Linked DNA regions of Mus musculus: region 2 is linked to region 1. The links are chromatin contacts, called in public HiChIP or PLAC-seq maps. All regions are on one chromosome and are shown on one strand. Each heading gives the region's core, a stretch centred on a gene start, on an enhancer-like site or on the middle of the called end of the contact. The rest is flanking DNA. Distances are from core to core; before and after follow the strand shown. Region 1 holds the start of L1td1 (LINE-1 type transposase domain containing 1). Region 2 has its middle 17 kb from the start of I0C0044D17Rik.

The links. HiChIP or PLAC-seq counts read pairs in DNA pulled down with a chosen protein or histone mark.
Region 2: a contact with region 1 is called in an H3K27ac HiChIP or PLAC-seq map of embryonic stem cells, with 15 read pairs. The contact joins the enhancer-like site here to the promoter of L1td1 in region 1. A contact is called at or near these places in 7 of 39 promoter capture datasets (cranial neural crest, embryonic stem cells, hippocampal neurons and 2 more), 2 of 15 datasets of contacts at CTCF or cohesin (both in embryonic stem cells), 21 of 484 Hi-C or Micro-C datasets (8-cell embryo, embryonic stem cells, extraembryonic ectoderm and 3 more), 19 of 115 datasets of contacts at active chromatin or transcription factors (differentiating embryonic stem cells, embryonic stem cells, epiblast stem cells and 3 more) and 2 of 9 other capture datasets (adipose tissue and pancreatic islet).

What each region holds. Positions count from the first base shown.
Region 1 is chr4:98,725,124-98,728,636 of GRCm38.p6, forward strand. It overlaps L1td1 (LINE-1 type transposase domain containing 1), which reads left to right and starts at 1,631. Exons shown (of 5, transcript NM_001081202.1): 1 at 1,631-1,717; 2 at 2,272-2,347.
Region 2 is chr4:98,839,017-98,842,529 of GRCm38.p6, forward strand. No RefSeq gene overlaps it. Among named protein-coding and RNA genes, the nearest start is that of I0C0044D17Rik, 17 kb to the left of the region's middle. Within about 2 kb of position 1,710, at least 15 of the 459 cell types and tissues checked have an H3K27ac peak or open chromatin away from gene starts, as enhancers often do. A contact at or near this core is called in 8-cell embryo and embryonic stem cells, where this site is marked.

The DNA of each region.
Region 1 (3,513 bases), core at 381-2,880:
TCCACCTGCCTCTGCCTCCCAAGTGCTGGGATTAAAGGCGTGCAACACCACTGTCTGGCTAGCACCAACCTTCTTAATCCTGCAGAAAACATGGCACACATTTAGCAGGACCATCTGGTCTGCCGTAGCAGGAGGGGTAGACTCCCTTATTTCTTCATTTGACAAGAGGCTGTAGCACATGCCAGTCATAATCCTGGGTACCCGTGAAGTGAAGGAAGCTGTGAGTGAGAAAGAAAGTCCTGCCCGTTTGGAATTACGTTCCAGGAGGAAGTGGGGAATGGGAAGACATGAAAAGGGAATGCAGCAATTGAACACATTTGGCTCCTGATCATTGGGAATTAGGAACCGGGTGAATGAAACAAAGCCTAGGGTGCAGCCTCAATCCCAGCTCGTGGTTGGCTAAAACGGCCTGGAGTCTGAGGTCAATCTCAGCTACACAGGAAGTGTAAGGAGAGCTTGGGCTGAGTAGCAAGGCATTATCTCCACTAGGTGGGGGTAAGGAGGACAGAGGACTATCAAAGAGCTTTGTGGTTGGAGACAGTGTGTCTTCTTTAGGACAGTTAAAAGTTCACTTATGGGCTGGAGAGATGACTCAGCGGTTAAGAGCACTGCCTGCTCTTCCAGAGTTTCTAAGTTCAAATCCCAGCAACCACATGGTGGCTCACAAAAATCTGTAATGAGATCAGATGCCCTCTTCTGGTGTGTGTCTGAACACAGCTATGGTGTACTTGAAAGAAAGAAAGAAAGAAAGAAAGAAAGAAAGAAAGAAAGAAAGAAAGAAAGAAAGAAAGAAAGAAAGAAAGAAAGAAAGATAGTTCACTTACACGAACTTTAAATGAGGCCACTTAAAGATCTTTGGTTTTGTTTTTAAAGAGAAGTCTCACTACAATGCCCAAAGGAACCCCAGTTGCTATGCACAAAGGGGTACTCCTGCCTTCAGGGTAGCTGGAGGTCTATAGGTGCTGCCACCATCCCCGGAGGAGTTAATCTTTGACCTGAGACCTAGGGATGGAACAAAGTCAGCTTTGAAAGAAGTGCGAAAGTACGGATTGGTGGTGCAATTCAGTTGGAAAACCTTGCAAACACAAGGTTTGTCCCTAGCACAATCCCCTCGCCCCTCCTCGAGCCCGCCCCCCCCCCCCAACTCGGCTCACTCCACTATCTAGGGAGGTGGAGGCCAAAAGATAAGGAGTTTGGAGTTAGCTACATGTAGAATTACAAGTTGAGAAGATTTTTCTCAAAACAAGACCTGGGAAAAGAAGTTACATAGAGAAAGCTAGTGCAAAGGCCCTGGAGAGTGAGAAAGGTTCTGAGAGGTGTCGGAAGGTCGGCTACATCATCAACTGGCTTCAAGAAAGGCGTGACACCGAGGTTCTGTCCCTGAAGTCAGGACAGGGGTGCTGGCTAGCGTGAGGCCAGAGAGCAGCGTTTGGGCGATTTTTATTTTATTTCATTTTTTGATTTGCGCCCTAACTGGCTCCTAGCGAGTATGGCTTCTGGGCGTGGGCCACCACGCCTTGCGGGCTCAGGCCCCCACTGAGTTTTGGGAGGGGGCTAAGGAAGCGGGTGGCGAGGGGGTTGGGCCTAGAAACCTGCAAACTTCGCCTAGGGAAGGGAGGAGTCTGCATGAGACCCAGCGAGTCTCTCCTGCGGTCAGACGCCCAGCCCTGCTTTTGTCAGCGTGTGTGACCTCAGGGCTGCACCTCGTGGCTCTCAGGTAAGGCTGCTCAGGGTTAAGCCCCAGATGTCCCCGTGTTTCTCACCCTGCTCTGCCTGGCCGGCCCTGGGGTGGGCAGTGAGAATTGCTCCTGCACCCGGAGAGTGCCGTGACAGTGGGGGACAATGAGACAGCGGGGCGGCAGCTGCGCGAAGGCGGAGGTGAGCTAGAGCGGCTGCTAAGAGCCTGGGGGACCCCGGCTTTCAGCCCCTTCCCAGCCTCCACCCTCAAACGCTTTCCTCTGTCTTTGACTGGGAAGGAGTTTCCATCAGTTTCTTAACAAAGTTTGCTAGAAAACCGGGCATTAAAGGTGTCTGTTGAATCCTGACACACAGGGCAGAAGCCACCGTCCTCGGGCCCTCTCTTTGCCACCTTGAATTTGGATCCGGGGTGTTCGATCCCTTTTTGCCGCCTTCTCCTTACGCCCACCCCAGTGTCCTTGTTGATAACTTGCAGATACTATTTAAGCACATTTGAGAACGTTTACTGGTCATAGGCGTGTGGGTTTCTACGTAAGTCATAACTTGACTTCTGGGCTACGCACTTAATTCCAGGCGCTGTGAAACGCGTGGACAGACCAATCCCGACCTGAGGAGAGCTGGTTCCTTCCTGGGGAAGGCGCAGATTTGGGTAAGCTGCAGAGTGTGCTCGCAGGGCACGGAGAAGGTCCCTCTGGAATGTGACAAGTGTCTTGGATTGAAGTGAGAGTGGGTGTTGCGTGTAATTTAGGGAGGGTTCTTAACCTAGTGTCGGGATGTTTGAGAGCGTTGACCCCCCCCCCCCTAGAATCGTTTAAATCCCCGAGTTTGAAGCATAAAATGAGTCGGGCCTTGAACCTAGTGCTAGGAGACCGAGGTAGGTGCATCACTTGAGTTCGATGCCAGCCTGTACTACATACTGAAGTCCAGGACAGCAAGGGCCATATAGAGACCCCGACTCAAGTAGACAGGTAAATAAAAAAATAAGCACAAACATAGGTCCTTTGAGGTCTGAGGCAAAAAGGCACCATTGAATGCTCTCTTGAACTGTTTTAGTGAAACCCTGTCTCAAAACGTTGAACAAGTATGTGAGCTTTTTTTTCTCTTCCCATCCAATATCCTATATAGTCTGATGCTTATCCCTAAGCTTTCTGGTAAGGTGCATAACTGAGCCAACTGCTGAGACCACATTCCACCGCAGCTTGATTTGCATTTTAAATAGTTTAGTGGCGGGGTGCTTCCTCGTCGTCTCTACCTTTGGAAACAGCGGATATTTTAGCAGTGCGCCACCAACTCACGCCTGGGGGGTGGGGGTGGGGGGAAGGACGTGACTTCCTGACTCTGGGAGAAGGAGGAGTGCCTTCTTGGATTTGCATTTCCTTGGCCTTTGCCTAGCTCCTCTTGTCAATTGTCTGTCCTCTTTTCAAATGTTTATTATCTCACTGCATTTTCAAATTAGCAACGAGTTCTTTATTTTTTGAGTCCCCTCCCTCAGGATTGTGGATTCTCTCCCTCTTCCCGCCTTAGTGGTTTAGGCTCTATGTAGCGCAGACGGGTGGCGCTCTGCATAGCTTGTGCCCAGGATCTAACCTGCAGTACAGAAGGATTTAAAAAAAAACAATCTCTCATCTTGTATCTGATTTGGTTTGATAATGTGCTTTTGGGAGAATCTCAGAGTCCAAGCTGTCCTCCTAGTCATGTGACGGAGGCTGACACCTCAGCTCCACCTCCTAAGTGGTGGAATTAAAGAGGAAAAAATAAGATAGTTTACTATGGAGCCATTTTGATTGTCTGAGTTTCAGGCACACAGATGTAGGT
Region 2 (3,513 bases), core at 460-2,959, 110 kb after region 1:
TACTTACCGCTTACTGGCTTGCTTCCCCTAGCTTACTCAGTCTGCTTCCTTATAGAACCCAGACCGCCAGCCCAGGGATAGCACCACCCACCAGGGGCTGTACAACTTCTTCCCCATTGATCACTAATTGAGAAAATGCCTTACAGCTGGATCTCATGGAGGCATTTCCTCAACTGAGGCTCCTTTCTCTCTGATGACTCTAGCTTGTGCCAAACTGACACACAAATTTAGCCAGTGCATGAGTTCTTTTGAAATCGCCTGGTTCTGTTTCCTGCATTTAAAATAATAAACATTAACACATTCTGGGAAAGGTCTATAGATCTGCCCAGGCTATCAAAGTACCTAGCACAAAAGTATGTAAGAACCTTACACTGAGTTGATAACTCATCCGCTAATCCTACAATTTGAGAGGCAGAGGCTCGATGAATTCCAAGACAGTCTGGGCTATAAAGTCAGATCCTGTGTTAAGAATGATTAAGCCGGGCTGGAGAGATGGCTCAGTGGTTAAGAGCACTGACTGCTCTTCCAGAGGTCCTGAGTTCAAATCCTAGCAACCACATGGTGGCTCACAGCCATCTGTAATGAGATCTGACGCCCTCTTCTGGTAGGTCTGAAGACAGCTACAGTGTACTTACATATAATAAATACATAAATCTTTAAAACGTGGGTGGGAAAGAATAATAATTAAGCCAAGTGTGATGGTGCATTTAAAGACCATAAATGCTAACTATCAGTCATCAATTCAGTCATCAATGGGAGGAGAGGCCCTTGATCCTGTGACGGGGAATGCCAGGGCCAGGAAGAAGGAATGGGTGGGTTGGTGAGCAGGAGAAGCAGGGGAGGCGATAGGGGGTTTCCGAAAGGAGGGGAAACCAGGAAAGGGGATAACATTTGAAATGTAAATAAAGAAAATATCTAATAAAAAAGTCGGTAAAATAAATAAATGTTAACTATATTTCAAGTTCTCTACAATGTAACATGGTTTGAAAATGCTGTGATTTCTCACATACTGCCAAAGATGATGGAGATGGCTAATTAATTTTGTGGGAGATGTCTGGGCTGAAGAGATGGCTCAGTTATTCAAGACTAGGCTCACAACCAAAAGTATAAGAAAATGAAGGTATCCAAAGTGTCTTCTCATTCATTCATTCATTCATTTATTCATTCATGTATTTATTGAGAACCTACTATCTGCCTGGCATTGCAAAGGCAGGAAAGGCAGCTTTGGCCTTCATTGATTTTTTTCATCCTTGCTTTGAGAATGATGACAGATCAATTGTCACCATTGGCAATAGTCACTTCCAATAAAGTCACTGCAAGCACTGACTTGCAAAGGCTGCAAGTGTCTCCTGGGGGAAACCAAGATTAGTGTCCCTGTCACAATGTTTTCATCAAGTGACAAACACACAACACTGCCTTGTGTGTTTCAGATAAAAGATACCTCCTTCAACGTACCTCGTTTTGTTAGCAGTGAACTGAAAGAGCGCTAAGGTCTGAACAAAGCCGGCCCAACACTCACTCACTTTCTAGAAGGTACTTATGGTGTCCCTACACTTCAGCACAGTGCTTCAGCCCAACCCTCTGGCGGCTTCAATAGGGGAATCAACGACAAAAAACACAAAGAGGCAAAACCCTCAGCTCCAGACACTTCACAGAAGGGCACAGCTCCACACAATGGAAGCTAAACCAACTGGCAGAGCTGCACACCTCCACACAATGGGAGCTAAACCAAGAGGCAGAGCCGAGCTTGACCTCTGCTGAGAGGGTCTGCATCCACTGACTCCCACTCTTTGCCGTGAGGTGTATCCAATCGACCTCAGTCAGAGTGCTGCAATGATTTGTTTTCCGGCTGTAAATACACTTTAGAGAGTAGGTTAATTCATAAAGCCCATGCACAATGTGGGCTGAGCAGGGCTTTAGAGCATCGTAGGATGGTGCTCAGCGGGATGGAGAAAAGCACAGAGTACCGGTGCTGTGGGTCCCCGCGTGGCTTGCATTATGAAGGACAAAGCAAACAGGGTTCATTTGGAACTTGGGTTTTGGTGGAAAAGAGAGAGGGGCAGAGGCTTTTGTCGTAAGTGGCTGTGCACCTGGTGTACTATTTCTGGAGACAGAAGAATCCTTAGTAAGCACCAGGTTTGTACCATAGGCACTGAAACTTCAAAATGGAACATACCAACCTGTTCTACCCAGAGCTGCCCTTTCAAGGTCCTAGGGTCTTTCGTTAAACTGGCTGGCCTTAGGGCAGAAAAAGAACTGCTTTGACCTCAAAATGGTCCATAATGACCTAAGGTGGGCAAGACTTTCTGGTAATTGTGGGATACTCCCCTTCTTCCATAGGATTTCCATTGCCTGAGTTGCTTCTAAAAATACTGCCTGCTACTGGGATGCCTGCATGTGTTAATTTAGACCACCCCTGAGATGGCAGAGGATGATTGACAGCCATGCTGTGACTCTACACAAAAGAAAAAGTCATCACAGACCACATGAAGCTCAAGAAGAAGGAAGGCCAGCCGGGCGTGGTGGCGCACGCTTTTAATCCCAGCACTTGGGAGGCAGAGGCAGGCGAATTTCTGAGTTCGAGGCCAGCCTGGTCTACAAAGTGAGCTCCAGGACAGCCAGGGCTACACAGAGAAACCCTGTCTCGAAAAGAAGTGCATGCTGTGTCTTCTGAGAGGCTCTGCCAGTGCCTGACAAATACAGAGGTGGATGCTCCAAGCCAACCACTCGACCCAGGGTCCTCAATGGAGGAGTTAGAGAAAGGACTGAAGGACCTGAAGGACCGTTTGCAACCCTGTAGGAAGAACAACAACAAAGTGAGTCCTGGAACTCACTTTGTAGACCAGGCTGGCCTTGAACTCAGAAATCTGCCTGTCTCTGCCTCCCAAGTGCTGGGATTAAAGGCGTGCACCACCTCCGCCCGGCAGTTTGGTTTCTTAAAAACAAACAAACAAACAAACAAAAAAACCAAATATTCTAAGAATGTGTTTTCGTTTTTATCCCAGGTGTGGGATATGGAACTGCTTCAGATTAACAACAGCTGACTATGATTTGTCTTGTGCTCTAGCAGGGACATAATTTTGCCAGTTGCAAATAGTTTCTGTGATTGTGCGTAAATGGAATTCTCGGGACATTTCTGAGGGTATATAAATATATAGAGCCCTGAGAGGCAGGGGGGGAGTTGGTGGTGGTGGTCACTGTTGGTCATTGTTGGTTGCAGTTTGCTAAGAAGTAGTGCACAAAGAAGAAACAACAAGAAGAAATTAGATATCCTGACTGCTAAGGTCAAACTTGCCCCCAAGGAACTGGATGCCCCTAAACAGCAGGAAATAGTCTAATGATAATATCACCCCCTTTCCGGCACCTAACTTTATTCAGAGATGTCTTCCCTTTCCCCTCTATCCTTTTTTCTCTCTTATTTAGTGTTAGGGAGTTGAAAGGTAGGAGGAAAGTTGTGGAGAAAGGTGAGAGAAACCCCCCACAATGTAACAAAGACTGGCTACAGGCTGGAGT